Regions from separate parts of the Mus musculus genome. Here all the other regions are linked to region 1. The links are chromatin contacts, called in public HiChIP or PLAC-seq and promoter capture Hi-C maps. All regions are on one chromosome and are shown on one strand. Each heading gives the region's core, a stretch centred on a gene start, on an enhancer-like site or on the middle of the called end of the contact. The rest is flanking DNA. Distances are from core to core; before and after follow the strand shown.

Region 1 (5,679 bases), core at 1,367-3,866:
AAAACACACACACCACACACATTTTACAACCTTTAGGGCTGTAGATATCACACACACACACACACACACACACACACACACACACACACACATAAACTTTTGGGACAGGGGTTTGGGACTGGTAAAGACAACCTTAAGGGCTTAGGAGACACAAGACCAGGCTGACAAAGCTGGAAATATCAAGACTCACTCACTCACCAGTGAGTCTCTCAGGTTCTAAATGAATGACTTCTTTTAAACGTGCATTTCAGTTCTGTGATGCATGTATCATTGTATATGCATGTATCATGGTATATTCCACTACAGAGAAATTCATAGCAACACACTGATTTCAAACGGAAGCCAACCCCCCACTAGCTGCTTTATCAAAAAATTACAGCTGAGTTATTACAGGGGAATGTTTGTGTCCCTCCTGAAGGTGCTGTGGTCAAGTTCTGAATGCCCACTTGGTTCCTTTGCTTTCTGTACTGGAGATCTAAACCGGAGCCTCTTGCATGCTACACAGACATTGGTCTACTGAGCAATACTCCAGGTCCCTGTGTCTTTTCCTTATGATTTTGGGATAATTGCATTTAAAACACATATTGCAAGCTCTTTAGTTTTCCTGTTCACTAGAACTGGCTTCTAAAGACAGGCAGACATCTCAGGTGACTTGGCTAGTATGTGGTAGGATTCTTATTTTATATTTTCAGAAAGATAATGCTGATTTCCAACCACTCTTCATTTATTTAAAATCCGTTAATTTATTATTCAGTGACTTCATACACTATATCTTTGGAAAAAATTTTTGATTTATCTTATTCTTTTGAGCATATGTCGGTGCAGCACATGTGTGCCTGGTACTCTCAGATGTCCGATCCTCTTCCAGAGCTGCTAGTGCTCATGACCACTGAGCCATCTCTCCAGCCCCTATCCAATATATCCGATCACATCCAACCAAAGTCCCTCCCTCCTACTCCTCACTTCCTCAAAACTTTGTCCTTCCACCAGCATGTTCCCCCACCTTTTTTTACTTACTTTAATGTAACATTTATCAAATATATTTTGCATAGATTTCCATAGGTTGCACATATGTAAGCATATGGAACACTTTATACAGAGAAATCGTATTTTCTTTGTATTTCAATATCTGTTGAAGTACACTTAAATGAGTCTTTTCAAGAGCCGGAGGGTACAGGGCAATTGCTTAATGAGGGTGTGGTCGTTGTTACAAAACAGGGGTTCTTTGAAGAAATACTGAAAAGTACTTAGGTCACCAAGGTCAGATACTCAGGAGGTCCAGCACCCTCAAGGAGTTCTCCCTCCCTTACTAGGGAAATAACCTACTAAAGACAAAGGCAGCCTCTGTATCTACTCCCCTAACCCGCTGGAGGCAAGTAGAACAGGAAGGCTTTAGCTTGGCTCTAGAAGATGCGCCTTAAAGACAGAAGGGAAGACTTGCAGTGATTCGAAATGAGGTAATTAAACATGTCCAGGCAAGTCCCAACCAACCCTTCCGGTAGTAGTCTGGGGTGTTCACCTCTTAGAAGTCCTGAGAGCAGGATCAGTTAGTAGAATTTTGTAATCTTGGAGCGGGGGAGGTGCCTTTGTTGCCATGGAACTCTGTCTACAAACAAGAGTCAAAGAGCCCAATTTAAAAACAAAAACCCTAGGAAAGTAAGATTGCACTGGTTGTGGATGAAAGAGAGACAGAAAACTTCTAAAAGATCATCATTGAAGAAAACATTTTTACTTATATCACAGGCTAAGTCAACACTGAACAGATGAAAATAAAGTGTCCCAAATGGACAGATTCTTAGCTGCAAATAGAGTGTGGATCTTCTGAGAACAGGGACTGTGACTTTTACGAACCCCAAAAGGAGCCTCGGTTGGACATTTGAAGATTCGTGGAATTATGCTCTATGAAATAATTTCCAGTGTGCACCAGGTGGCGTGCGCCACCGATGCGTGGAAGAACCTTTGGTTTTTGTTTTGTTTTGTTCTCATAGATCCAATGGGCTCATCCTATGTGTATGAGTTTATGCCTGTGCACCACATACGTGCCTGCTACTCTCAGATGTCAGAAGAGGGCATTAAACACCCCGGGACTAGAGTTATGGATGGTTGTGAACTGCCACGACCGTGTTGGGAATCAAATCCGCTCTTGCAGAGGAGTTTTGCAGCCTTAGGAAATCTGATGGGCACCAAGCTCAACACAACCGCCACTTCTGTGGCTTAACAGCCTTTCTTTTCACTTCCATTTTAACTGTCGAAATAGACTTAACATGGACGGTACTTCTCAGAAAGAGTGAGGTACGCTTTCACATATTAAAGATGCGCAGAGCTCTCCAAGCGGTCTGCTGAGCAGGCAGGCTGTGCTGCTGATACTCCCATGTTTGGTTTCACGGCTAGGTGAATACGAAGAAGCGTAGGTTCCAAGCCAGTTTCCTCTTTTGCAAAAAGAACTGCGAGCACACCACCCAGGAACAGCACGCCCCTCGCTCCGCCTCCTCCCCGCTCCCTCCAAGGCGGCGTTGCGCAGGCGCGGCAGGGCGTGCGCGGTTGCTAAGCGACGCGGCCGCTCCCGCGTGGTCTCCCTGCGGACCGCGCGAGCCCAGTGCCCAGCCTCGTCTTGTAGCGAAGCCAGCAGGTGCGGTGCTGGAGGCGACCCACCGGGCCAACCGCCGCCTCTGTGTCCGCGGGGCGAGCTCGCGATGGGAGGCGCAGCCCGCGATCGCGGGAGGAAGGACGCGGCGCTGCCGGGGGCCGGGCTCCCGCCGCAGCAGCGGAGGTAACGGCGCCCGGGTAGGAGCGGGAGGACTCCTTGCGGGTCTGGGCTGCCTGTCCATCAGCGCGGTGAGCGGGAAGGGCGGGGGAGGGCGGGCGGGACGGCGCGGCCTCCGGAGAGCTGGGTCTGGGACCTGCGCGCAAGACCTGCGCCCTGTTGCTCCGAGAGTCTGCCCAGCCCGCCCTGGCCCTGGGGTGGAGCAGCAGAGACCCGGGACCTTGTTCCCCATGTGCCGCTTTTGGGGGGGGGTCCCTTTCCCCCTCCGCATCGGGCCCTGGCTAAAGGAACCCAATCCGCTCGTTCGCGTCTGGCTGTTACTCTGCAGATGCGGTGCTGGTGTGTTTCATCGTGCAGTATGGCAGAGGCCGGACCTGTCTAGAAAATTGCCTGTTATCAAAACATTGTCTGAACCTCAATATATTTTTTAGAAGATATTTTAATTTCTTGTGGGATGTTTTTAAAGCCCTCCTTTATTCCTTTAACACTTGTGTTAAACTCTATAAGTATTTTTTTTTAATAAGACAGATCTCAAAAGTGACTGAAAAGATATTTTTTTTAAAGACAATGAAAAATGTTACCTAGTCATGGTTGTGTTAGTAGTATATAATCTGAGATGGTAACATGAACCGGTGACCAGAGTGACCCGCAAATCCGTAGTCTTGGGAGCAGATAAAATGCATTATTCAAGGCCATCTTGTGGCTTTAGTAAATCCTGCCCATTGTTTGTGTGCCTTCACTGTGGAGGACCCACAGTGTAAAGACAGAACCATTCTGTAGTCCTTTAGCATTTTAAATATCTCCATATGCCAGGAAATGAAGTGGGAACAGAAGAGAGATTTGGTACATCGTGTAACTTAAAGCAAAGCATCGGGTGGGTTCCTGTTGGCTGCCTTTTTTCACTAGTTAGCTTAGCTGTAAATGGGTGCATAAAATAATGAAGAGAAGACAGCTGTTCTGCTAGTCTTCTCTTCTTGTAGTCTGAGAGTGTAGACGTCCTTTTCTTCCCATTTACCTGTGAGGCTGTTCAGAGGGGGAAGGTAGCACAGCCAGGGGCTGAAACTAGAATAGAGGTGTTAGACTTGCATTCTAAAACAAACCTCTATGTTATGTTTATTTCTTTCTGCTTTTAGGTTTCTTATTCAGTTCAAGTTAATTGGTAGTCCCTCATTTTTTGAACAGCATTCGATTACTTATTATTTGTTAGTTAGAGACAGGGTCTCTTTATTATGTAGCTTTGGCTGTCCTGGAAGTCACTCTGTAGACCAAGCTGGCCTCAAACTCAGCAGAGATCCACCTGCCTCTGCCTCCTGAGAGAGGGATTAAAGGAGTGTGTCACCACACCAGTCTGTTGTAACTAATGTAAAATTGAATCCAGAGATTTTTTTTTTCCATTCTTTACAAAGAAAAAGGAAACAGATGTGTTGGTGCAGAGGTGGAGGCAGGTGGATCAGTTTGCGTTCGAGGCCAGTCTGCTCTACACAGCAAGTTCCAGAACAGCCAGGACTATGTAAGAAACCCTGTCTCAAAAAAACAAAAAAAAAATTACAGGGAAGAGAAAGGTTAGAGTCCTTCTCTCCCACTGCCGACTGCCCGGCTTGTTTTTGTGCAGTGTCAGAAAGGGTAAGAAGCGCTTAAATCCTGGGGTGTTTTGAAAATGCAAGCTCATTTTGTTTAGTTACTGACCGGTTTTATCTGTAACCGTTTCTCCTAGGTTGGGGGATGGTGTCTATGATACTTTCATGATGATAGATGAAACCAAGGGCCCACCCTATTCGGACACATTCAGCAACCCCTCTGAAGCACCTGTCTCCAGAAGGCTAAATGTAAGTAGGAAAGGAAAGAAAGTTGCTTGGGGGAAGAGGAAGTGCTCCTTAATGCTCTTGGCAACGCGGGAGTTCCATTTGTTATTTGTGGGTTGGCTGCTTTTGTTTTGAGGTTTTTGGTTGGGGAGTGTGTGTGGTTCTTTTGCTTTTTGAAAGATTATTGTTTTGACACAGAGTTGCTTAGTGTGTGTAGTCCTGGCTGACCTGGAACTCTGTGTAGACCAGGCTGGATTCAAAGTCAGAGGTGTACCTGCCTCTGTCTCCAGAGTACTGGGATTAAATGGGTATATTACCATACTCATATTACCATGCTTGGTTTGCTTTTGATTTCTCCTGACTTGGGGAAAACAGTTTCTGTGGTTTGAGGTCGGCTTTTTTTGGAACAGTTTGGATTTGAAGTCCACCCTTTCCTTATTCCTTCTGCTGGGGTAGGCATGGCACTTGGGGTCGCGGAAGGAACTCTTGTTTAAGCGGTGTTTCTTTTTTATGGTAGGTGACATACATAGAGCATGACAAAGGCTTCTTTTAACAGAAGTAACAAGGAAAATAGTGTCAGAATTCACAATCAGCTCAGTTTTTCCCGTTTAGTCCTGGCAGATCAGTATATGAAAGACAGTTTAAAAAAAAAAAAAAACCCAAAAAACAAAAGAACAAAACTTCATAAATTAAGTTGAAACAGTAAGCCTGGGTTTCTCTGTGTTGCCCTGGCTGTCCTGGAACCCGCTCTGTAGGGGTCAAAGGCGTGCACCACCGGGGGCCACTCGTCCAGCTTGGGCTTTGGTACATTCTGATCCTTTATGAGCCCCAGACCCTTAGCTTTCGGTGCCCTTTTGTTTAAGGTAAGAATGAGATGAACTCACAGTCCACAGGCACAGGCAGAGGAGCAGAGCAGGGTTTGGACAAGTTCCAAGGCAAGGAGTCACGGTCTGTGACTTGAAACTGTGCTACAATGTGTCATCTGCTGAAGTGTCTGACTTCCTGAGCTGGCACGGCTATGTACTTTTCCCTTCCGAGGTTCCTCTTAAAACCCACCTTTGTTGCTTTGTTCCTTCCTTGCTTTACTCTGTAATTTTGCTTTAAAAATAGTAA
Region 2 (5,679 bases), core at 844-3,343, 870 kb before region 1:
ATACACCGTTGAAACTCTTCATTTTAGCTCCTACAAGTGAACCTCAATGAGTTCCTCAACTTCGACAGAGAACATGGTGGCACACACTTTTATCCCAGGACTGAGGCAAAGGAAGTTCGATCTGAGTTCTTGGCCAGCCCAATCCATATAGTAAGTTCCAGGCCAGCTAGGGCTACATGAAATACTAGAGACCCTACCCCAGCCCCAAGTACAGGAACCAAGTAGAAGTGAAACTGTCCTATAACCCAGGCTCTCCTGAGATGAAGCAGGGAGGGCTGTGGGTATGAAGCCCGGGCTACTGACCAACAAAGAGGGAACAAGACAGACAGATTCCATATAGGTACAAAAACAGAGACACTGTCTAAGTACTAACAATTACAGCTTCAAAAGGTTTTTTAGAAGCATAATGGAGGCAGACTTAAATGGACCCAAATCATCGTTGACAGATTAAATGCTGGAAAAGGTTTAACACTCAAAGACTAATCTCTAAGCTACAATGAAACGGGGCTTTAGGAGCTGGAGAGCAGCTCGGTGGCAAAGTGCTTTGTCTTGTCTAGCATGCCTGAGAACACAGGTTAGATGACCAGCACTGCACCTAGGTAGAGAAAATTGCTTTCTCGAAGAAGTGCAATGGAAAAAGAAGAGAACAGGGGCGCCTGGAGTGCAGACCAGCTGATGAACACCTGATGCAGACCCCAGTTTTGATACATAGCACAAGAAGGAAGGAGAGGAGGCTGAAAGCAACGGTGAGAGCCACAAGAGGATATTAAATGTATACTTTTTTTTTACCTTTTTGTGCTGGTGACTGAAGAGTACATCCCCTGCCTCAAATATATAATGGTGTCCCAAAAGTTAAGACAATATTTCCCCCCCAAAAATGTAACAAACTCCACGTAAGCAGTTTCCATTTTAAAATAAAACCAAAGATCAAAGAACAAAGAGTTCCTACAAGGAAAAGTTGAATCATACTCTTTTAAAAACACCACTCCTAGCCGGAAATACAGAAGCCCCACGTTCTGTGCATGGGGGGGAAGAGAGAAGAGCTCTGACCTTAGAACGGCAGCCATTCTACTGAAAGACTCTTACTTAAATGACCTAACCTTCACATTGCAAGGGCTCGAGAAAATGCCAACCGTGTCTTCTGAGTTCACCCAACAAATTCCCCCTTATTTCCTTGCCGATGCCCGTTAAAACTCCTCCCCTCAAAGATGTTTCCAATGCTTTTCCGAGGAAAAGCTTGCCACAGCTGTACAGGAAGCGAGGAGGACTGATGAAAAGTAGAGAAAGAAAAACCTGTGGCCGGATGGACAGCGAGCTTGGGGAAGGGAAGAATGCGGCGTGAGGCCGCGCGCCCCGAGATCAAAGTGCGGGGAGACGCAGACCTCCGGCCCGTGGGCGAGCCAAGAAAGCACTTTCACTTTCCAACTTCCTGCCACTCCGGCAAGTTAAAACCGTTCCCCTCTGCCCCACCCAGGCAACAAAAAACCGCTGCCACCTTCCGCCCAAGGGACTTCTCACGACCCACCGAGGTGCGGGCAAGGCGGAGGGGGCGCTCCGGCGAGCACCTGAGCTCCACCGAGCTGCTCCCCCAAGGAGAGCGCGCCAGCGGGCCCCGCCCACCCACCAGGTCCCACCCTCCCGCCACCAAGCTCCGCCCCTCCCTCCGCCCGGTGCACTTCCTGCCGCGCCCGCAACCTCCGCCCGGCCCGCGCGGAAACCTGGCTGAGGGGCGGTGGTGCGAGACCCCGACGGGGCGTGGGCGTGCTGCTCACCAGGCAGGGCACGGGACTCCTCGGCCTTGAACGCGGTGCGAGACTCTGTCGCCCACCGCTCCTCACACTCGGACCTCAAAGACCGCGCGGCGAACAGTGGCGACCCCCGCGCCGGGGCCCGAGAAAGCGGCGGCCGAGCCGAGCCAGCCGCGTGCCCGCAGCCGCCCGCATCTCCCGCTGCCGCAGGTCTCGAGCCCCGCCCTCGCACACGCGGCCGGGACGGCGAAGTGGCTATAGTTAAGCTGCCACTCGCCGTGCGTGCGCTCGACGTTCTTCACTACGGCCGCCGTCTCCCGTCGTTCCGCGGCCTCCGCCACTCTCAAACCCCCCCCCCCCGGCACTGCCGGGGCCCTTCCTCGACGCCGAAGCAGCGCGAGCGTCACTTCCGGGGGAGGGGCCGGGCCCCAAAGCCAGTGTTTTGTTTCTGGCCCGGGGCTCCCGTACGTACCCTGTTAGTCCGTCCCGTGCACTCGCTCCGGGGACTCCTGCTCTGCCGGACATTCGTACTTCCTCGCAGGCCCAAAGTCCTGCTTAGGGCTCTCGGGGTAGCAATCTGGGCCCAGGGCTGTGGCGGCGGAGCTGACGTGTGAGGACGACGCCCACTGGTTTACATTGCGAGCTACCACCACCACTTGATCAGAATCATTGACGAATGGTCTCTCTAGAATGGGAAAAGCTTTCCCCCTTACCAACTTAGCTTGGTCCAGAGCTTTAACTTTCTTTCTTTCTTTTCTTTTTTCTTTTTCTTTCTTTTTTTTTTTTTTTTTGGTTTAGAAACAGTATTTTAACACGTAGCTCTAGCTGTTCTGAACTCATAGGAGATCCTTCTGCTTCAACTCCTGGCCCCAAGTGGTGGGATTACAGATATTTACAGATGTGCACCACCACGTCCAGTCTAAGTGACTTTACTTAAGAATCCGAAACACCCAATTCATTGCCTGTAAAGTCACTGTGAAAACCTAATTTTCAAAACTTGCAACATCCAAAGAAGGGATGCAGAAATCAACACCCAATTCCAAGGTTCACAAGTGTTCGCAGCTGAGGCAATTGAGCGTTCCATTTTGTCTCCCTGCCCCACTAAACGAATGAGTGTGTTGTTTGTTTACTTAGGCTTTTTGAGACAGTTTCTGTACTTAAAGCTCTCATGGGATTGACTGTGCCACTCAATTTGGGGTTGGACTCTCAGCAACCCTGTCTCAGTATCAACATTATGAGGATGTTAAGCGTAAGCTGGTTCTTACAAATGTGATTTGTGTTTGGAAGCAAGGTCTCATGAAGTCCGAGCTGAGGTTGACTTTGAACTCCTGATCCTGTTTCCTCCACCTCCCAAGTGATGAATTTACAGGCTTTTAACACCAAGCTCAGTTTCATATATATATAGCTATAGATATCTATATAGATATATAGATACAGATATCTATATATATAATTTTTTCTTTGATAATTTCATACATGCATACAATATATTTTAAACATAGTCCCCCTCCCTCACCTTTCTGACTCCTCCCAGATCCCCCTATGTGCCCTCTTTTTCATTGTTTCTTAACCCAGTGAGTCCAGTTAGTATTGCCCATATATGCCTGGATGTGAGACAGTCCACTAGTCCACTAGATCGTGGTCAGGGACCCACCTCTAAAGAAAACTGACTCATTCTGGCACCCATCAAAGGCCAATAGCTCTTCAGCTAGGGGCGGGGCGTCTATGCTCTGTTCACAATGGAATGTCAACTGCTTGCTCTTGTACAGATCTTTAACAGGCAACCATGGCTTCTGTAAATGCATGAGTGTAGTGGTCATGCCCAGAAGAGTCCAGTCACCCCAGACTTCTGGCTCTTAAAAATCCTTCCACCACCTCCTTCTCCTCCTCCTCAGTGTTCCCTGAACCTTGGGTGGTGGTGACATGCTATAAATATTCAACTTATGGTTGAGCACTTCACAGACATTGATTCTTTGCACTTGGACCAGATGTGACTCTGTATTATCTGGCGTCCAAGGCAAAAAGGAGCTTCTCTAGAGAGCACTGAGAGTTGCACTAATCTATTGGTGTGATAACTATTTCAGGGCAGTCTGATGCTATGTCCATTTAACACAATAATAGTAGAATTACTTATGAGCTATGAGCTCCCCAGCAGCTGGATCTTGGCCAGTTATCCTGTAGAGTAGAATTTCAGCCCAACCAGGAAACAGTTGGTTGCTTCCATAATTTTCATGGCACTATTGTACTTGCCAAGCCAGTTGTTACTGTGGCTCATGGAGTTCACATCTGGGTGTTACTTCCCCCAGGAACCTACATAGCACCTTCCAGTATTATGGAAGATAATCAACAAAAAGGAAGGGTCCTGGCCAGTACCTACCTAAGAAGGAGAAGAGTATCAGATCCCAGATCCCCTGGAGCTGGAGTTAGAAGCTGTTGTAAGCCACCCCCGTGAGTGCTGAGAACCCAGCTCAGGTCCTCTGAAGAGCAATGTGCACTCTTAACCACTGAGCCATCTTTCCAGCACTGCATAGCTATAATTCTTAAAGGAAACAAGTCACACTTGGTCTGGGAAAATAATTGAACTAGCAGCCCAAGGAGTGTAGGGCCATTAATAAATTGTGACTGCTGAACAAACCTCTGAAGAAATCAGTTGTCATCTTCTCTTTAACAGGTTGCCAGACAGGTCAGAGTTTGAGTTACTGGTTTTCCCTGATGTTTGCTAGTTGTGTTGCTTTCAATAAGCTGATTAACTTCTCTGATCTTTTTAGTTCACACATATTATCAAACGATGATAATGTATATCATCGGATTAAATGCAGGACATGATTTCTGGATGGTACAAGGTAGACACTTGGTAAATAGTGGTGTCATTTCTTTTTACCTATCACTTCTTCCCTTCCATTGACCTCCTGGTAAAATTAATTGAGCACTCTGCATAAATGCAATCCTGTTATCCGAAAGATAATCATTACTTCCTGTGTCTCCAACCCTCCCCTTAGCATAAGATAACTAAGCCTGTGAAACCACTCTGACTAAAAGCTGTCAATTTTTCAAAACTAACTTTGGAATTGAGTATGGTAGCACATGTCTGTAGTCCTAGCACTCAGGAGGCAGAGGCAGGAGTACCGCCAAATGGAGGCCAGCCTCTTCTGCCTAATGAGTTCCAGAACAGCCAGGGCCACATAGGAAGTCCCTGTTTCAAAACAACAACCAAAAGTAACTCAAAACCTAATTTGGGCAAGCTAGGCATGATGGTGCATGCCTGTAATCCCAGAGGCACAGACAGAAGAAGGACTGCGAGGCTGAGGTAACCCTGAGTTACAGAGAGCGTTCTAGGACACTCTGGGTGACACAGCAAGACTTGTCTAAACAAACCTAAAAATGAAAAAAACAAAATTTCCCAAAGGACAAAGATATTTTCATTCAGAAATAAGTGTTTATGTCTAGAGTGGCCGTACACAGTTGTAAGGTCAACTACCTGGGAACCCGAGGCAGGAAATGTAGTTGAAACATTGTCTCAAAATAAATGTTCTCCAAAGGGAATGTAGCTCAGTGGTACAGCTCATGTTTGACATGTGGAAGGCGGGGAGTTCTTTTCGTGTGTGTGTGTGTGTGTGTGTGTGTGTGTGTGTGTGTGTGTGTCCATGTATTCATCTCCATCTTTACCTCTAGTCTCATATTTTTTCCTACAACTTCTTAGAAGCTAAAGGGGAAAATAAGAATTAGTTTGGATATACCCACTGGAAGCATTCACTTATAAAGAAGCTTGATTTAAGACATTTAAAGCACCATAGCAGGAGCAGTGAAGGAGTGTGGAGACCTGCAGATGTTCCTGTTGTGCCTGAACCAACAGGAAACATCTGTTTCAGCCTGGGGCCAAAATTTGTGTCACAGTCCTTCTACACTGAGCTTATAGTACTATCAATTACAA
Region 3 (5,679 bases), core at 2,054-4,553, 770 kb before region 1:
CAAGCAAATAATAATAATTTTTAAAACTCCACAAAAGCCAGAAAACAAACAATACACTCATAGAGTGTCATGCCTCATGAAGAAGTTTGGATGCCAGCACCCACATAATAAGTGTCCCAGGGCATGTCTCACCTCAAAGCATGATTAAGAGGCTTCTTTACACACGAGTATATAGGCACACACAAGTACATGGGCACACACATTGCAGAGGAAAAGGCCAGTGAGACAGCTCAGCAGCTAAAGGCACTTGTGCCAAGACTACAGTCCATCCACAGGACCAATAAGAACAGAGGTGATTCCACAAGTTGTCCTCTGACCTTAACCAGACAGGTGGTAGTTCACACCCACATACATACAGGAAAGTAAAGTGGTCACTGTGGAGTTGGAAAACGAGCAGGACTCTATTAACTATAAAATCTAGGTTCTGTAGGCCACTTGGACACATGATGTCTGCTGTCAAAGTTTGCCACCTAATTTTTTTATTCCCTTTGAGAAAAACAAAACAAGGGCTGGTGAGATGGCTCAGTGGGTTAGAGCACCCGACTGCTCTTCCGAAGGTCCAGAGTTCAAATCCCAGCAACCACATGGTGGCTCACAACCATCCGTAACGAGATCTGACTCCCTCTTCTGGAGTGTCTGAAGACAGCTACAATGTACTTACATATAATAAATAAATAAATCTTAAAAAAAAATAAAGAAGGCAAATGTTCTTTAAAAAAATAAATAAATAAAAAAAAGAAAAAGAAAAACAAAACAAACGAAAACAAAAATCCATCAAAAACTCCTTTTAGGACATGTGCCTTTAGGAATGTCTTTAACTCCAGCACTCAGGAGGCTGAGGCAGGCAGATCTGTTTGATAACAGCCTGGTCTAGAGAGGGAGTTCCAGGCAGCCAAGGCTCTTACACAGAGAAACCCTGCCTCAAAAAAAAACAAAAACAAAAACACACCAATTCTTTTAGAAAACAGTACTATTATTTTGTGGAGTAAGGAGACATTTCTTCTTCTTCTTTTTTTTTTTTTTTTTGTTTTTTGTTTTTTCAAGACAGGGTTTCTCTGTGTAGCCCTGGCTGTCCTGGAGCTCATTTTGTAGACCAGGCTGGCCTAGAACTAAGAAATCCGCCTGCCTCTGTCTCCCAAGTGCTGGGACCAAAGGTGTGTGCCACCACGCCCAGCATAAGGGGACATTTCTGAGGTGCTCCCAAGCCACCAGGAGTTATTTAGCATTAAAAGCACAGTGCAGAGTGCAGACCCATACCCTATCTGAAGTACTGTGTGAATGAGAAACACAAGTTTTATTTCCAGTAATCTTTACTTAATTTAACTTTCAATAGCCACCAAGTGGAACAGTTAGTTACAAAGCTAAATGAGCCAGTAGTAGTAGTGTCTCACCTTTTTGTAAGGCAGAGGCAGATTCAAACCAGCCTGATCTACAGAAGAGTTCCATGGGAGCCTTGGCTCCATGAGACACCCTCTCCCCAAATTAAAAAAAATTTTTTTTAAAAGAAAAGACATATCTTTCTAGCAAAAGGACCAACTAATTTATTATACAAGAGACCTCAGCTGAGCAGTGGTGGCGCCTTTGATCCCTGCACTCGGGAGGCAGAGGCAGGCGGATTTCTGAGTTCAAGGCCAGCCTGGTCTACAGAGTGAGTTCCAGAACAGCCAGGGCTACACAGAGAAACCCTGTCTAGAAAAAAGTAATTTGAGTTGGTGGTACAGTTTGGTTAGATTTATGTCCTCAAAGAACTCACTATAACCTGGAACAGTCATATTGACTACTTCCCAAACATCACACAGAAGACATGGTAATTTGGAGGTGCAGGTTAAAACAGAATGGAAAAAGCAAGCTGGTAGGTAATTCATCCTCCGCAGTTCCCTCTCGCGAGTGGGAGGGGTGGTAATCTACCACCAATAGATTATCTTGTCAAGGAGACATAGTGGGGCACAAAACCGTTGCCAGATCCAAACCTCTCCTTGGTATTGGGATACTTTCGATACCAAAACTTGAAATGAATTCATAACTGTAAAAATAGTTAAGAACTAAAGGCAATGGGGCCAGGTAAAGCTCCTTTACAAGTAACATCTATTGACTTTGGTCTCGGTCTCTGTCCCTCTGTCTCTCAGGCCTTAATAGATTGGACTAAACCACACCCTCCACCCAAGCCACATTCTATACAACAGCTCTGGAGGGCATTAAAGGGGAGCCCACCGAGTGAGGGGAAACCGAAAACTTCTTGAAGCCATGTGAATAAAAGTCTGATCGCTAGTGGATCGTAGTCCATTTACGATTAACGTCACACGGGGAAAGAGAGGGTTACAGAAGTAGCAAGAGACGCGTACTGCGGGGTGAGGGGGAACGAGAACCACACGGGATTTGGGTTAACAAGCACGTCCCTGGAGGAAGGGCATTTGTCTGCAAGCGGTGGAAAGAGAAAACTTGGGGTTAATGCGTTCAGAACTCCCAAGTGGGGAGAGGCTGTGGCCCTTATTTTACGGGGCTCAGTGTCAAAACTCACTTTTGCCCCAAGGGGAAAGGAAAACGTGGGTTCCGCCCAGGCCGGGCTAGGAGGCGGGGCCTGCCGCGACCCCGAGAATGGAGGCGGGGCCGGGCGGCGGGGCACAAGCAACTCGCTCGCCAAAACGCTAAGCCGGCGAGCCTCTGGAGGACCGAGTCCTCCGTGTTCGCACCCGGGTCGGCCGTAGGCTCCAACAGGGCCCAGGGGTGCGGCCTATGGTGTGCCTGGTGCGCGCCAAGCCCACGCCAGGGCCATGGCGGAGGTGGGGGCGGCCGCGGAGCCGACCCGGACCCTGCGGGGTGGAGGCGACGCGCCCGTGCGCGCCGCCGCCATCCTGCGCGCCGCCGAGCACCCACGCGCAAGGGCGCGCGCGGCCCCCGACAGAAGGCCGCGCGTGGTAGTCAGGAGCACGACTCCAGGCCCGTTGCCCAGGTCCTTCGCCACTCACCCCAGCCCGTTCGGCCCGCCCCGGGCCTTGGACTCCGCACTGACCTGACAGGCCGAGACATGTTCGCTGTCGAGGCGCGACCAAGTCGAGGAGCCGAGGACCAGGACCCCCCTCCCCGCGCACTCGGCGCCCCACCCCCCCGCTCCGGCCGGCGGGGCCGCTGCTGCCGAGCCCCGGGCTGCTGGCTTCTCAAGAGTCGGCGGCTGCTGGTTTGAGGTCCCTGGATCTGACGAGCCCCCCGCTCCCCCGTCTCTTCAAAATGGATGAATCAAACCAGCCGAAAATGCGCCAAAGCCGCGGTGCAACCAAACCCCGTAGGGTTTGTGCGCTCCGCCCCAGCACGCCCGCTCATTGGTGACTCCTGTCAGATGCGCCCTAGTCATTAGTCCATTTGAATCATCACGCCTCCCAGCCCCGCCCCACTCCCGGATAGGCCCCGCCTCCTCCATGGGGTCCTGTTAGTCAAGATGCGCTGAGAGCGCACGGCCGCAAAACAAAAATGGTCGCCGATTGCCCGCCCCCTGTCTTCCACGCCAGAGCTGCAGATTCGGCTTGGGTTATATCTTGGACCCCCTGCCAAATAACCTGATTTATATAGAGTTCTCTGTGGACTAGGTGGTTCTGTAATGGATTTAATTTCTCCTGACTTGATTATTTTGCAAATCAGCTAATTGCAAGACTCATGGGATAGGCAGCAGATTCGTCACTTAAGAATTGGAGGGAAATTACTTAGGTTCAAAAATTTGACCTTAATCTTAGAAATCCTGTACTCTGACTTCAGCGTTAACCTCCCAGGGCTCAGTCACGCTGCTGAAGTAGAGAGTTGGGTTCACAAGGAATATCTTCTACCCAATCTGATCTTTGAGAGCTACTTAACACTCATTAAAACCTCAATTTCTGATATTAGCATTTCAAAGAGAAAGAGGTGATTAATGGTTAAGAGGGAGACTGGTGACAAAACGCTTGCTTCAAAATTCTAAGTCCACCACTTAGTACTTAACTAGGTTTCCTCTGTGCACCTCAGTTTTATGATGAGTAGAGTAGGATACAAGGCTACCTTATTACTAGAACTAAACAAGGTGCTATGTTGAAAGGCCTTTAGTCTGGGCTTAAGTGTTAGGTTCCGTTTTTAATAGAAGATAAAATTAGTTCGGGGGGGGGGGGCAGGGAGGCTGGAGAGATGGCTCAGTGGTTAAGAGCACTGACTGCTCTTCCAGAGGTCCCGGAGTTCAAATCCCAGCAACCACCTGGTGGCTTACAACCATTTGTAATGAGATCTGATGCCCTCTTCTGGTGTGTCTGAAGACAGCTACAGTGTACTCATATATAATAAATAAATAAATCTTAAAAAAAAAAAAGTAGTTCGAGTTGCCTCAAGACTGAATGCCTAAATCAGAAGTAGAGCACAGTATCTTTGTATTAATATCTAGGATTTACTTCCTGTTATAGTTTGGATTCCATGTTCCCTAGGGACCCATATGCCAAAGATTTAAGAGGCAGGACCTGGTAGAAGTTAGGACATTAGGAGTGAGCACTTTAACATGATGTGGGAACCTTGACTTGACCACCCTCTGTCTTTCTTGCTTGCAGCCTGTAAACACAATGTCATCTGTTTCACTTTGCTGAAATGCTTTTCACCATGATGCTCTTGCTCTCTACAGACACAAAGCCCTAGGACCAAGCAGCCCTCAATGGAAACATATGAAACTGTAGAAAAATAAATGTATTCTTGTAAGTTGATATTTCAAGTCATACGGATAGAAAACTAACACACTTTATGATGTTGTAAATCGATTTCAATACTTGCCAGAGCCAGTGTTTCACTTGAAGAGTGGGGATGTTGCTCAGCTGAGAGTAACTGCTCAGCACACAGTAAGCACTGAGTTCAATCTTCATCACCTCCTGAAACTGGACAAGAGGATACACACCTATAATGCCATCAGTCAAGGAGATAGATGTTCAAGGTCATGCCTGGCTACATAGGGAGTTTGAGGACAGTTTGGACTGCGAAAGCCCCTGAGTCAACAACAAAACCAAGTGAAGATATAGTCCCTAAGCAACAAACCACATCACTATCTGCTTCCTGAAAGTCTCCCAGTGTAAAATTCTACTTATCTAAGGGAAGAAAGCAGCAAAAGAGAAGAATTTTAAAAGTTATTCTTGATCCTTTCCGTTCAACGTCATTTCCTCTTCACTTAAAAAAATATATGGTAAAAAAAAAAATCTCTAACAGCTGGGTAGTGGTGGCAAATGACTTTAATCTTGGCAATCAGGAGGCAGAGATGGGCAGATCTCTCTGAGTTCAAGGTCAGCCTGGTCTACAGAGCAAGTTTGAGAACAGTCAGGGCTACACAAAAGGAAATTTACATAAAATGTGCGGTCTTAGCCATTTACACTTCTGTGGCATTAAGGACATTCATGTTGTTGCATAACCACCACCAAAACCCATCTCTAAAATTTTTTTTATATGTCTCTGGTGTGTGTGTGTGCATGGGTGCATGTGTGTATACCATAGCAAGAATGTAGAGACCAGAGGAAAATTAGACAAAGAATTTTATTAACTTTTCTCAAACTTGATTCCCGAGTTGCTTCAGCTTAATTTGCTGCGAAGGGTGAACTGTGTGTAACCAACAACCAAAAGGAGCTGCAGAGTCCAAGGGGCTTGAACATAAAAATAGTAAAGATGTAGGTCTTATCAGAGTCATATAAATTT
Region 4 (5,679 bases), core at 2,016-4,515, 730 kb before region 1:
CCTTTGATTAGCCACTGCAGAGTTTGTATCCAAACTGTGATGTCCAAAACCCTGTCTGCCACTTGCTAACTGTGTGACTTTAAGAAGATCCAGTTGAGGACTTCAGATGTGTCATGTGTAGAGTAAGATAAAGGCTTTCACAACAGGGCTAGTGAACCAGTAAATTTGAAGTATGAAGAGCAGCCTATAACAAGGGTTCATCATTATCACTGCCTCTATTTGCTGGAGATCTTGTTTCTCAGTAAAGTCGGCTGAAGATCTGGCGCCTCCTCTGCCACTGGGGGACATCCACCTCTGGGTCATCCACCACCTTAGAGGCTTTCCACCCACGCACAGATGGCACTATGTCTCTTTGTCTTTGGAGCAATATGTCTCCAAAATCATCCCAAAAGCTCAGAGCAGCTCAAACTTGTAGCTTCAGGGGGAAAAAAAGTCAGCTTTGCCATTCCATATTCATTCCCCCCTCCCCCCGCCCCCCAAACAGCTTGCTGGGTAAATAATTTCTCCCCTTGTTACTGCCTGGTTTTCCCATTTTACCTGCAATATCCCAGAGCTGCAGCCGCACCATCTCTGAGTCAGACCACTGGAGAACCTTGAGAGCAAAATCCACTGAAAATATATGAATATTGTACTTTAACAAAAACATGTCTTTACGATGGTTCTGAGAGTGAGATGAAGGCATTTGTGGCTAACCCTGACAACCCAAGTTAAATCCCTATAGCCCAAGCCTATAAACTGGCTTCTGACTTCCACAAGTATGTCACAGAATACATGTCCACACACACACACACACACACACACACACACAGTAAATGGTTTTTTTTTTTTTTTTTTTTTTTTTTTTTTTTTTTTTTTAGTCCTAGCACAAGCTCAGATCAAATAAATATACAGTGACAACCCCAGGATCACAACACTCCAATTAGGTTTAAACCTTCTGGCGATGGAGAGGAGCCCCCATGGTACATTTGTGTTGGGACACATAATCCGTACTCTCCAAACGGTCTTCAGTGTTTTCTCCTCTCTCAGATCAAATTATTTCACACTGATTATCTCCTTGGCTAGGATCAAGAAAGTTATGGGCATGGTTATGACCATTATTCCTGTTCTCAGGTTAAATGGTTTCTGGGATGTTTTTTAAGTGGGGGGTTCTCAAGGAAAGAATGGTGGGGGAGATGGAGGAAAGGAAGGTAAGGTGGTTAGCTTTGTATCTTCCATCTTAACTTCACTGTTAGTATCTAATCAAACAGTATTATGAGAAAATACAGTGAAAACCTCTGTATCCTCCTTAAGGCTATGGTATATGTCCAGCAGGTACTGGTTAAATGAACAAGATGGCAGAGGTTGAGACATGGATGCTGCTTAAGAGCTGTGCTGAATCCCCCACGGGTCTGCAGATGCTGAAACTCCATGAGGTTGGACTGAACAGCTATTCCAGGGGAACCTCCCAAAGTCGGATAGTAGAGCCTAGCTCCAACTTGAGATCCTCCTGCCTCAACCTCTTGAATGCTAGAATTAAAGGTAGAGACAACCACACTATGCTGGAAAAGCTACTTGTTAAGGAGAAACACAGAATAATTTCAGTTCAGAAACATATTCTTTCTTCTACATCTGTGACAGAAGTGAAAACGAGGGAGAATTTATAATAAACATTGGGAAAAACAAACAAAACTTGCCAGAATCAGTATGTTCATACTGTCGGAAAACAGTCCACTGGTAAAAATTAATTCACAGGACATTTTTAACCCAAAATCCATGAAATAAGGACTTGTATTTAGGAGTGGTGGGCAAAGTAGTCAGGAAACAGTTTTTGAAATATTCTATAAAGTTTTCATTTCAAAGAAAAGAGTTAATAAAAAAACTTTCACATGTAAATCTGTGTTGGTACAAATGTAATTTTATGTGCTGGGCGTGGTGGCGCATGCCTTTAATCCCAGCACTTGGGAGGCAGAGGCAGGCAGATTTCTGAGTTCAAGGCCAGCCTGGTCTACAGAGTGAGTTCCAGGACAGCCAGGGCTATACAGAGAAACCCTGTCTCAAACAAAACAAAATAAAAAAAACAAATGTAATTTTATTCTTTCACATTACTGTAACCTTGTTAACTACCTTCTCCTTGTGGTGGTGGTGGAGGTGTGTGTGTGTCTGTGTGTATCTGTGTCTGTGTCTGTGTGTTTGGGGTAGACAGACCGACAGGTGGACAGTTCAGCAGAGTCCAAAGGCCACACTGGGAAAGAAATGAATTTACTTTTAGTGCTTCTTTCTCTCTTCCTCCCTGCCTTCCCCAGTGCAAGAGAAGACGACAGGCCACTCGAGGGTATTTCACATTCTTTCGTGAATTCCTCACATTTCCCACTCAGTTCACTAATGACACCATAGGGCTCATCAGACCTGACCGGAATCTGTCCTCCAGTCTTCCCCACACCTCTGACTGCTTAGCTCCTGGGCTTTCCTCCTAAGGTAACGGGGTTCTTTCCTCAACACCCGTCGGATGCTGGTAGGAAGCAGGGTAACTGCCCCAGCCTGCACTTGAACCGGGACTCAGCTGACTTTGCTGACTGGAGAAGTTGCTCTGGGCAGCGCATGGCTGCGGGAGGGCTCTGCTCTCTGCGGTGAATAGTCCCCGGCTCAGACCCCTTCACCATCTCTCACCTGTATACTTTGGCCCTATCTTTGTAGGTAGGCTGGGGACCCCTTAGAGGCAACCTCGGTACCCAGAGGCTACCGGCTGCGAGCCTCGACCCCTGCTCCTAGTCACCCGTGACCGCTCACCTCCCACGGTGGACTTGTAGTGCTTGCTGAAGCTGTCCTGGGAGTAGCGCTGGACCAGAGACGTCTTGCCAACGGCGGCGTCCCCCACCACCAGCACTTTAAACAGGTGATCTCGGCTGCCCATGGCTAGTGGTGGGGAGAGGTTTTTTGATAGTTTGTTTTTCCGGGAAGTCGCTTATTTCAACCCCTTTGGCTCCCGGGTTCTCTTCCAATTGAAGTCAGGCATCTCCACCCTCGGTTGGTTGAAGCTTCTCTGACTGGAAAGCAGAAAAGGAAACTTTTGCACTCGGCCTGTGCGCGCTTCCTCCCCGCGCGGCCGCAGCCTGGGTGGGGCGGGTACCAGCTCGACCCTCCGCGATTGGCACCTTCCTTTCAGGGACCTCCGAGTCGCTCGCCAGCATTGAACCGTGGCCAGCACCTTGCTTAGAGAAGTACAGATGACTTAGACCCTTTCTCGGACCGCACACACAAAATTGAGGTTGTGCAGAGTCCTTGTCCGGTCCCCGTCCTGCCACTGGCGGCGCACTTCCCAGTCTTCCGTCAAAAACGTTGTGAGCCCCACTGCTCGGAGAACTACATTTCCCAGTGTGCCTCTTGGTAAAGCGACCAGACCAGTGTGGCGACTTGCCACGTACACTCTTGGGAAATGTAGTTTCCTAGCTATCTTGAGCAAATTTACATAAAAGTTTTAAGGTTTTCAAACTTTAAAGAATTTAGAAATCTATTTAAAAACAATTCTAAAGTTTGGCGTCGAAGCACAGGTTTGCAATCCAGGCCTTGGGGAGATGGAAATAGGAGGATCATAAAACCCTAGTTCATCCATCGTCTTCTGCAACAAGTGTGTTCAAGGACCCCTAACCCCACCACTTCCTCTCCCCAGAGCAAGACAAGAGATTGGAAGCAACTTTGGGTCACCCTGAACTACGTAGACCATGATCTCTCCTGTCTAAATCTTTCCCCCAGATGTTTTCTTAAAATCACATTTTAAAGATTTCTAGACGGCCTTTCTTATTAGCCATATTTTAAAGGTTTTATAACACAAAGATAAATGTCCAAGTTCCAAGTGAAGTCCATTTCCTGTTGTCTTAACTACAGAGTCAAATCTCGAGCCTTGTAAAGACAAGGTCAAATTTTCCATATGACCAATAACAGGCACATTTGGGGACATTTGACCCAAAAGATCAACCTTTTAAAAAAAATCTATGTCAAAAGTTACAACACTTAATAACTAGCTATAGCAATAACAATGCAGAATAAACAAGAGATAGTTCCTCATTGACACTTCCACATTTCTTACACCAGCCACGCATAGCGTTTGAGCACCAGGACATTTCCTTTTGTTGCTGCTATTAATTCTGAATACTCATAAAATGATTGGCAAATATTTTTACTTTTCCTACCTGTAATTTTTCTGTCCTGCCTGTCCTTTAGCTAGAAATTGTGGCTAGTAGAATAAGCTTCACTTTTTTCCCCTTTTGGCTGTTTTGTTGTTGTTTGTTTGTTTGTTTGTTTGTTTTTTGTTTGAGAGAGGATTTTCTGTAGCCTAAGTTGGTGTCAACTTCTGACAGTAGACCATAGAACTTGTGGTTCAATTGTAACAACATCCAGTTTTGTAGTTTTGGAGAGTAAATCCAGGCATGCTAGGCAAGTCCTCTACCATCGGAGCTACATCTCCAGCCCTCCTCCTCCTCCTCTCCCTCCTCCTTCTCCTTCTCTTCTTTCTTTTTTCCTTTCGACAGAGTCTATGTAGCCCAGGCTGGCTTTGAGCTCCAGATCCATTTGCTTCTGTTTCTGCTTCTACTCCCTCCACTGGAATGCATGCACACAGTATGCAGCTTTGTGTGTGTGCTCATGTGCGCAAGCTCGTACACATTTGGGGCTGGTTTCTTCCACTACTCTCTCCCTTCCTCTCTCTTAAAAACTGGAAATTTAAAGTTAGTAAACAAAGTAATACCTTCCATTACAACATTTCCATATAACTCCCCCCCCTCGATGTTCTTTGTTCTAATCACCACGTTTGCCAGTCCTCTCTCCTCCACTCACCTTTAAGGATTGCGTTAGTTGTTACTGCTTTGCCATTGTTCAACACTCTTTGGCATTTATTGCCTTGTGCTTCTGTGCTGCTGTTTCTTCTGGTGATCACTTTTTAAATTTTCTTTTCTGGGATCTCCCTATCCTATCCCTTTAAACATTTCCTAAGGATTGGTCTCTGGGTTAATTATTCTATAGTCTTTAAGTCATGGCTTCAAGTATATCTGTTTTCACTTTATTTGTTCTTTATATATATATTTTTTGTTTTTTGTTTTTGTTTTTGTTTGTTTGTTTGTTTTTCGAGACAGGGTTTCTCTGTGTAGCTCTGGCTGTCCTGGAACTCACTTTGTAGACCAGGCTGGCCTCGAACTCAGAAATCCGCTTGCCTCTGCCTCCTGAGTGCTGGGATTAAAGGCATGCACCACCACGCCCAGCTTTATATTTTTTTAAAGATTTATTTTATGGTTGCTGTCTTCAGACACACCAGAAGAGAGCATCGAACCCAATTACAGATGGTTGTGAGCCAGCATGTGGTTGCTGGGGATTGAACTCAGGACCTCTGGAAGAGCAATCAGTGCTTTTAACTGCTGAGCCATCTCTCCAGCCCACTTTATTTGTTCTTTATTTCCAAATAATTATGTTCAGTATTGAGAAAGGAACCTCCACTTGTGCAGATCCACCGCAGCCTTCCTTTTACACATCACTGCAAAAACTCCTTCCTCATCTCTTCCATCATTAAGGGTGGCAGCCGTTAGCCTCATCTTTCATGTAGAATTCATATTTGGAGCATTATTAATTCTTTGTTGTTGTTGTTGTTGTTGTTTTCGAGACAGGGTTTCTCTGTATAGCCCTGGCTGTCCTAGAACTCACTCTGTAGACCAG
Region 5 (5,679 bases), core at 1,522-4,021, 590 kb after region 1:
TTTTGATACATCTTCCATTCTGTTGTTATGGATCTGTTTGGGTCACTTATATCTTCTAGACTTTATTTTGGCAGGCCATATGTGGCCATTCATTCTACATTTCCAGGGTATTCCTAATGATCCTATGGGTTCCATTGGAATCTGTTGTGACCTCTCCTTTTACATTTTTAATTTTATTAATTTGGGTCCTTTCTTTATCTTGGTTACTTTGAGTAAGGAGATCTTCTACATATTTTTAAAGAACCAACTCCCATTTGAATGATCTTATATATTGCCCTTTAGTGTCTGCTCATTAATGTTTTTCTGACCTTTATTACTCATCACCACCTATTGCTTTGGGGTTTGACTTCTTCTTGCTCTTCTAAGGCCTGGAGGTCTTACCCAGCATTTATGCTATGTATTTGAGAACTGTTTGATACTCTAATGTAAACAATCATAGCTATATTCCTCACTCTTAATTATCTTGGCTGTGTCTCCAGTATTTAGGTAAGTTGTATGTTAGTTTTCATTTGATCCTAGGAATGTTTAATTTTCTTCATAATTTCTTCATGGCTCTTCTGTTGTTCATTTGGAATTCAGTGTAATTTCTCTTGCCCTTGCTTTCTAGCTTTTGTCTTCTCTGTTCCTATAAAATAGGAAATTCTATCCATTGTTGCATGTAACTTTGTTACCCTGCCTAAGCTCCAGGAATGGACTACACTACCCAACTTCCCTTGAACCCATGGGTAAAAGACACAGACACACACGGTTGTTCAATTTCAAATGCTGGGCGCAAATCATATCCTGCCTGAAAAACTGTGCCCTTATCAATATTCTTAACTGTACACCTTTCCACCTACCCTAAACTTTAGTTGCTCAGTTACATCTAGTCTCTGCTAAACACCTCATCCCCCCACCTGCAGAAGCGGCCTATGTGTCCACTCCATTCAAGATGGCTGGTCACCTTTTCTCCATCATAAGCATGGTAAACTCTCCTCTCCTCTCCTTGCATCTATCTCCTGACTCTAGGAAACTAAAAGTCCTGCCTAGCCCTTTCACCCAACAATTGGCCCATGGCTTCTTTACTGACAGATCAAGAACCAATTGAGGAACAGGACCTTAGCATCATAACCATTCTTACACACTCTTTTTTTTTTTTTATTAAGACTTGCTTTGAGGCCTAGAATGTGGTCTGTTTTAAGGACAAGAATAATGTATATTCCTTTTCTATTGAATAAAATATTATCTGCAATATGTTTAAATTTGATTTATTAGATAATTTGTATCTTGGGTTTCTTTGTTGCATTTAGTTTGGATAACACATATAGAGTTAAGAACTAGGTATTGAAGTCACCAATTATCATTTTATAGAATTGTAAAGAGAATAAAAGGTTTAACAACGTGATTTAAAAAAACAACAACAAAAAAACCCCTTTAAGCCAAAAATATAAAGTTAAAATCTACAAGCATAGTAGTTTGTTTTGTTTTGTTTTGTTTTTAAAGGGGGAGAGAGTAAAGGTGAAAGAAAAAGAAAAGAAAAAAAGAACAAATTTTTCCCAATAAAGAAAAATGTGTAAGCAAAATTTAGATGAATATATGAAGAAGAATAAAAAGAAAGCAACAGTTTTGTTATACAATAAAGAAAAAATATGACTAAGGGTCTAGAAATCAGACAGATCCCTGCTAAACTAGTAGGGGAAGGGGCTCTGGGAGTAGGGAGACTGACACTCTAACAGTCTACTCACTTTCTGTAGTCTCAGCTTCTCTCCAGGTTGAAAAAGGATGACACCTCAGTATCCTCACTGTCTACTGATACCCTCTACCTGTGTTCTACCTCTCCCTGGGAACAAGAAGCCCACAGCCCCTGTGTCTGTACGTTGCACCCAATCCCACTGATTCAGGGCTCTGAATACACTGGCCCTCCTTGTGAGCTGATATCTGTGTTCCATATTCATTTTCCTCTGGTGCATCAATTAGTATTTATACAAATGGAAATTAATTTTGTTATTTCTCTCATGTTTTGGCCCTCTCAACTCCTTCCCTATTCATTGCGGCTGATATTTGCAAAACTTCCCAAATGAGTGTCATCCGCAAATTAGCAAGTCATATATTTCCCTTTCAAAGCATGAAGAGGATTGGCCATGTCTACCCACCACCTCCCCCCAAAGCACACACCCCTGGGGCTACCTTATTAAAGTACACTTCACATGCACAGGTTGCTAAGCAGGTAGAGGATGGGATGGGGGTGTGGAGAAAAGAGATGGAGGAATCTTGGGGCTATAAGCTCAAGAGGAAGGCAGTGATACAGTGGAGAGGCCTCAATGCTTTCCTAGCAGGTACAAAGATCACAGTCACAGTAGTCTACGCCCAGGCCAACCTCTCTGAGCACTGCAATGTCGTCTCTGAGAAAGACTGGACTGATTCCATACAAAGGACATTGGTAAATAGGCTTTTGGGGAAAATTAGTATGTGGATAGGACAGTGACAGCTTCTCCCTGGCAGCATCTTCACATAAACTCACAGGAGTGAGATCACACCTGCACTTGCTCACAGAATAGGGAGATAGCGCTTTGCACTTAAATACTCAAGATGACTGAGTTGCATCTCCCTGATTCTATTGGGTCTGGACACAAATCCTCATCTAAAATTCTGGGGCTTGAGACTTCCTTCGTTTTTTTTTTTTTTTTTTTTTTTTTTTTGAGCATGTGCTCAGTCACATGGTTACAGTCTGTAACCATCAAGAGTTCAGCAGGCAGCAGCAGGCTGCTGTGGGAGGGGAGGGGAGGGGAGGGGAAGGAGGGGAGGGAGGGCCCAGCACCTCCTGCTAGTCTGGACCAGATTATGTAATCTTACAGTGTTGTGCCTGTGCCTGTTCGGAAGAAGCACCCAACACCTGATTTCTTCCTTTGACTATAAGGGCTTTGGATGGCCATACTTAGTCTGTGGGGTGGCCAGGGTCTTTTGTCCTCTGAAGACTCCAGATTGGAATCCCTGGGGTAGTTGAGGGATAACCCATAAGTGCATCGGGAGCACGAGAGCACGGAAAAATAGCTACAGCACTTGCTCCACACACTGATCTCAGGCTCAGAAAATCAAACCCCAGGGTTACTCTCACTTGGTGAGATCAGCTCCAGGACATTAAGGGCAGTGTTTCTTTCCACAACGTTTTGGCTTCTTAGTATCCGATCCTCCACTCTCCACAACTGTTGGCCAGACCAGTCTCTCACCCTAGGGCTGTGGCAGGTTAAAGGGCCTCCTCTACTGTGAGAGGAAAGGAGGGACTAAATAGGTTACACCAAGATTAATCTGTGAATGAAGCCAGCTTGCCGAGGAAGAGAGACAGGAGTCCTTTCCCTGCTCTGGCATCAAAGCAAGCCCAGGAAATACAAACGGAAGAGGGCAGAGGTGAGTTATAAAAGACCAGTCACCACATGGCCAGGTGCTTCCGGGGGCTTTCCTTAGCTCACTGTTCTATTTCCAGGCCTGGGAGTGCCCTTCCTATTCTTAAGAAGCTATTTCTATCCCGCGTCTAACTTAAAAGGCGTGACCTTCCTTCATCACCTCCTGGTGGCTGCCAGGATTTCACCGGATCTTGACTGTTTTCTCTTTAAACCCTAGTTGTCCTGGAGATTCCCTTTAAGTCTGTTTCCCAATTGTTTTTATTGAGGCTAAGCACACCCAAAAAGAGACTCAGCTTCCGCAGTGACCTGCAGTCTGTGCTCGCGCTTGCTCAGTGTTTTCTTTCCGTTTCAATGCTGTGTTTCTTCAGCTTCTTCTCTGCTCCCGATTCCTGGAATTCTTTCTTCAGCTTGTTCTGGATGCTGACTTCCACTGCTTTAACTCTGATTCATTCCATTGTCCAAGCTTCCTGCCTGCTTTGTTTCAACCTCAGCTTCTTCTGCTGCAGCGCTCCTCCTTGCTGACCTTCGAAGTCCGGTTCTGATTCCTTTTCCAGTTTGCGGACTTCCCCTCTGTGCCATTGGCTTTCCTATGAGGTCCTCGGGTGAGCGCATAGGCTTGCTTGTATCATTGCTGTTCACTGAACCAGTGAGCACCTTGCCTGGTGTCGTAGGACTCAATGCTCACCAATGGGAAACACAAGCTATGGCCTTTTCTCATTATGTGGGCTAATAGCACCTTCCTGCATGATGAAAGCTAAGGGCAGAAAAGAGTTTTCCAGGCTGTTCCCACCTGTTTCTCTCTGTCCTGCAACCAAACTGTGTTTGAAGAAGAAAGTGAGCCACCTCAAGGGCACCAACATCAAGCTACACAACATAGAGAAAGACACTGATGTTCACTGATAGCCACGAAAAGTGACAAAACTAATGTGCCAGAACACAATGAAGTTAAAAATTGTTTAAAGGGGGCTGGAGATGGCTCAGCGGTAAAGAGCATGCGCTGATCTTGCAGAGAACCCTGAAGGGACCCTGGCCAGCACGGCTCTGGCAGGCCTTGCCCTTCTCCCCTGTTCCCTCTGCCTTGCTAAAAACGGATAGATTACAGTCATAGCCACCAAGTTCTGTTTCCTTATTTGGCCACTTCCTCCTCCTGAGGCTGGAGGTCCAGCTATCAAAGAATTGAAGTCCACAGTCAAAAGCCCCCTTTGGCTCTCCTAATTAATGTGCCCAATAAAATATACCACATCCGCTCCATTAGTAGCCCATTCTAACACAGCCCTGCCCTTTTTGTTTTCTTTTTGTTTGTTTGCTTGCTTGTTTTTTTTTGTTTGTTTGGGGTTTGTTTGTTTGTTTGTTTGTTTGTTTCCAGACAGGGTTTCTCTGTATAGCCCTGGCTGTCCTGGAACTCACTTTGTAAACCAGGCTGGCCTTGAACTCAGAAATCCGACTGCCTCTGCCTCCTGATTGCTGGGATACGCCTGCAGGTCTTTTGTTGCTGCTTTTCTGCCTGAGTCAGAAAGCAGCCACTTTAACCCTCCCAGCGCCCCACCCCCCAACACTTAATAAAGGACTTCTCTGTGAAAACACAGGTGTTTGTGGTTTGTTTCTAATCCTGAGAAAGGGGAACCCCCTGCTGTGCATGGCCGATCTCCTAACCGATCCAGGTTCCCTTCCCAGCCCCTGGTGTCAGGTGGTTCCTAACTGCCAGTAACCCCAGCTTCAGGGATATGCGATGCTCTGGTCTCCACTTACTGTACACACGCCCACCAACCTACCTACCCACACCTATATATGAATAACTGACAACAAATCCAAATTCTTATTTTGAAATAGGAATTCAATGAAATGAGGGAAGAAGGAAAGGGAACAGTAAAGAAAACAGATGAAATACAAGGAAAAAAGAAGAGAGCAAAGTTTTGGAAAGAGAAAGCAGAAAGTTTCAAAATATTTTTAAAAACGAAAGACAAAAACAATAACTAGATTGTTTTAGTGCAAAATTAAGACAATTAAAAAAAAACACAAGACAGAGAAAGAAAGAAAGAAAGAAAGAAAGAAAGAAAGGAGAGAAAAGAAAAAAGAAAAGAAAAGAAGAGAAAGGAAGGAAGAAAGGATGGGCTGGAGAGATTGCTCAGCGGTTAAGAACATTGACTGCTCTTCCAGAGATCCTGAGTTCAATTCCCAGCAACCACATGGTGGCTAACAACCATCTGTGATGAGATTGGATGACCTCTTCTGGTGTGTCTGAAGACAGCTACAGTGAGTGTACTTATATATAATAAATATATAAATCGAGAGAGAGAGA

The links. HiChIP or PLAC-seq counts read pairs in DNA pulled down with a chosen protein or histone mark. Capture Hi-C pulls out chosen DNA fragments and counts their contacts.
Region 2: a FOXA1 HiChIP or PLAC-seq map of pancreatic cancer cells shows a contact between it and region 1. The contact joins the promoter of Elk4 here to the promoter of Dyrk3 in region 1. A contact is called at or near these places in 1 of 39 promoter capture datasets (the HPC-7 cell line), 1 of 484 Hi-C or Micro-C datasets (B cells), 3 of 115 datasets of contacts at active chromatin or transcription factors (embryonic stem cells, memory CD8 T cells and pancreatic cancer cells) and 1 of 9 other capture datasets (pancreatic islet).
Region 3: an H3K27ac HiChIP or PLAC-seq map of stem cell-derived epiblast-like cells shows a contact between it and region 1, with 9 times the contacts expected there. The contact joins the promoter of Nucks1 here to the promoter of Dyrk3 in region 1. A contact is called at or near these places in 2 of 484 Hi-C or Micro-C datasets (both in embryonic stem cells) and 5 of 115 datasets of contacts at active chromatin or transcription factors (embryonic stem cells and stem cell-derived epiblast-like cells).
Region 4: a promoter capture Hi-C map of adipose tissue shows a contact between it and region 1, with 2.1 times the contacts expected there. The contact joins the promoter of Rab29 here to the promoter of Dyrk3 in region 1. A contact is called at or near these places in 2 of 115 datasets of contacts at active chromatin or transcription factors (embryonic forebrain and embryonic stem cells) and 1 of 9 other capture datasets (adipose tissue).
Region 5: a contact with region 1 is called in an H3K4me3 HiChIP or PLAC-seq map of the SCID.adh cell line, with 4 times the contacts expected there. The contact joins the enhancer-like site here to the promoter of Dyrk3 in region 1. A contact is called at or near these places in 2 of 39 promoter capture datasets (hippocampal neurons and pre-B cells), 1 of 484 Hi-C or Micro-C datasets (cortical neurons) and 7 of 115 datasets of contacts at active chromatin or transcription factors (the 230-238 cell line, the SCID.adh cell line, embryonic midbrain and 4 more).

Annotation. Positions count from the first base shown.
Region 1 is chr1:131,135,171-131,140,849 of GRCm38.p6, reverse strand. Dyrk3 (dual-specificity tyrosine-(Y)-phosphorylation regulated kinase 3) reads left to right here and starts at 2,616. Exons shown (of 3, transcript NM_145508.2): 1 at 2,616-2,770; 2 at 4,479-4,590. The coding sequence starts at 2,694.
Region 2 is chr1:132,004,034-132,009,712 of GRCm38.p6, reverse strand. It overlaps Elk4 (ELK4, member of ETS oncogene family), which reads right to left and starts at 2,093. Exons shown (of 5, transcript NM_007923.3): 1 at 1,773-2,093.
Region 3 is chr1:131,908,082-131,913,760 of GRCm38.p6, reverse strand. It overlaps Nucks1 (nuclear casein kinase and cyclin-dependent kinase substrate 1), which reads right to left and starts at 3,303. Exons shown (of 7, transcript NM_175294.3): 1 at 3,011-3,303. The coding sequence starts at 3,027.
Region 4 is chr1:131,864,863-131,870,541 of GRCm38.p6, reverse strand. It overlaps Rab29 (RAB29, member RAS oncogene family), which reads right to left and starts at 3,265. Exons shown (of 6, transcript NM_144875.2): 1 at 3,132-3,265; 2 at 2,767-3,023; 3 at 538-609. The coding sequence starts at 2,890.
Region 5 is chr1:130,548,698-130,554,376 of GRCm38.p6, reverse strand. The region is part of intron 2 of Gm16083 (a long non-coding RNA gene); the gene reads right to left. It also overlaps a transcript of Zp3r not described here. Among named protein-coding and RNA genes, the nearest start is that of Gm16083, 36 kb to the right of the region's middle. Within about 2 kb of position 2,771, at least 54 of the 459 cell types and tissues checked have an H3K27ac peak or open chromatin away from gene starts, as enhancers often do. A contact at or near this core is called in the SCID.adh cell line, where this site is marked.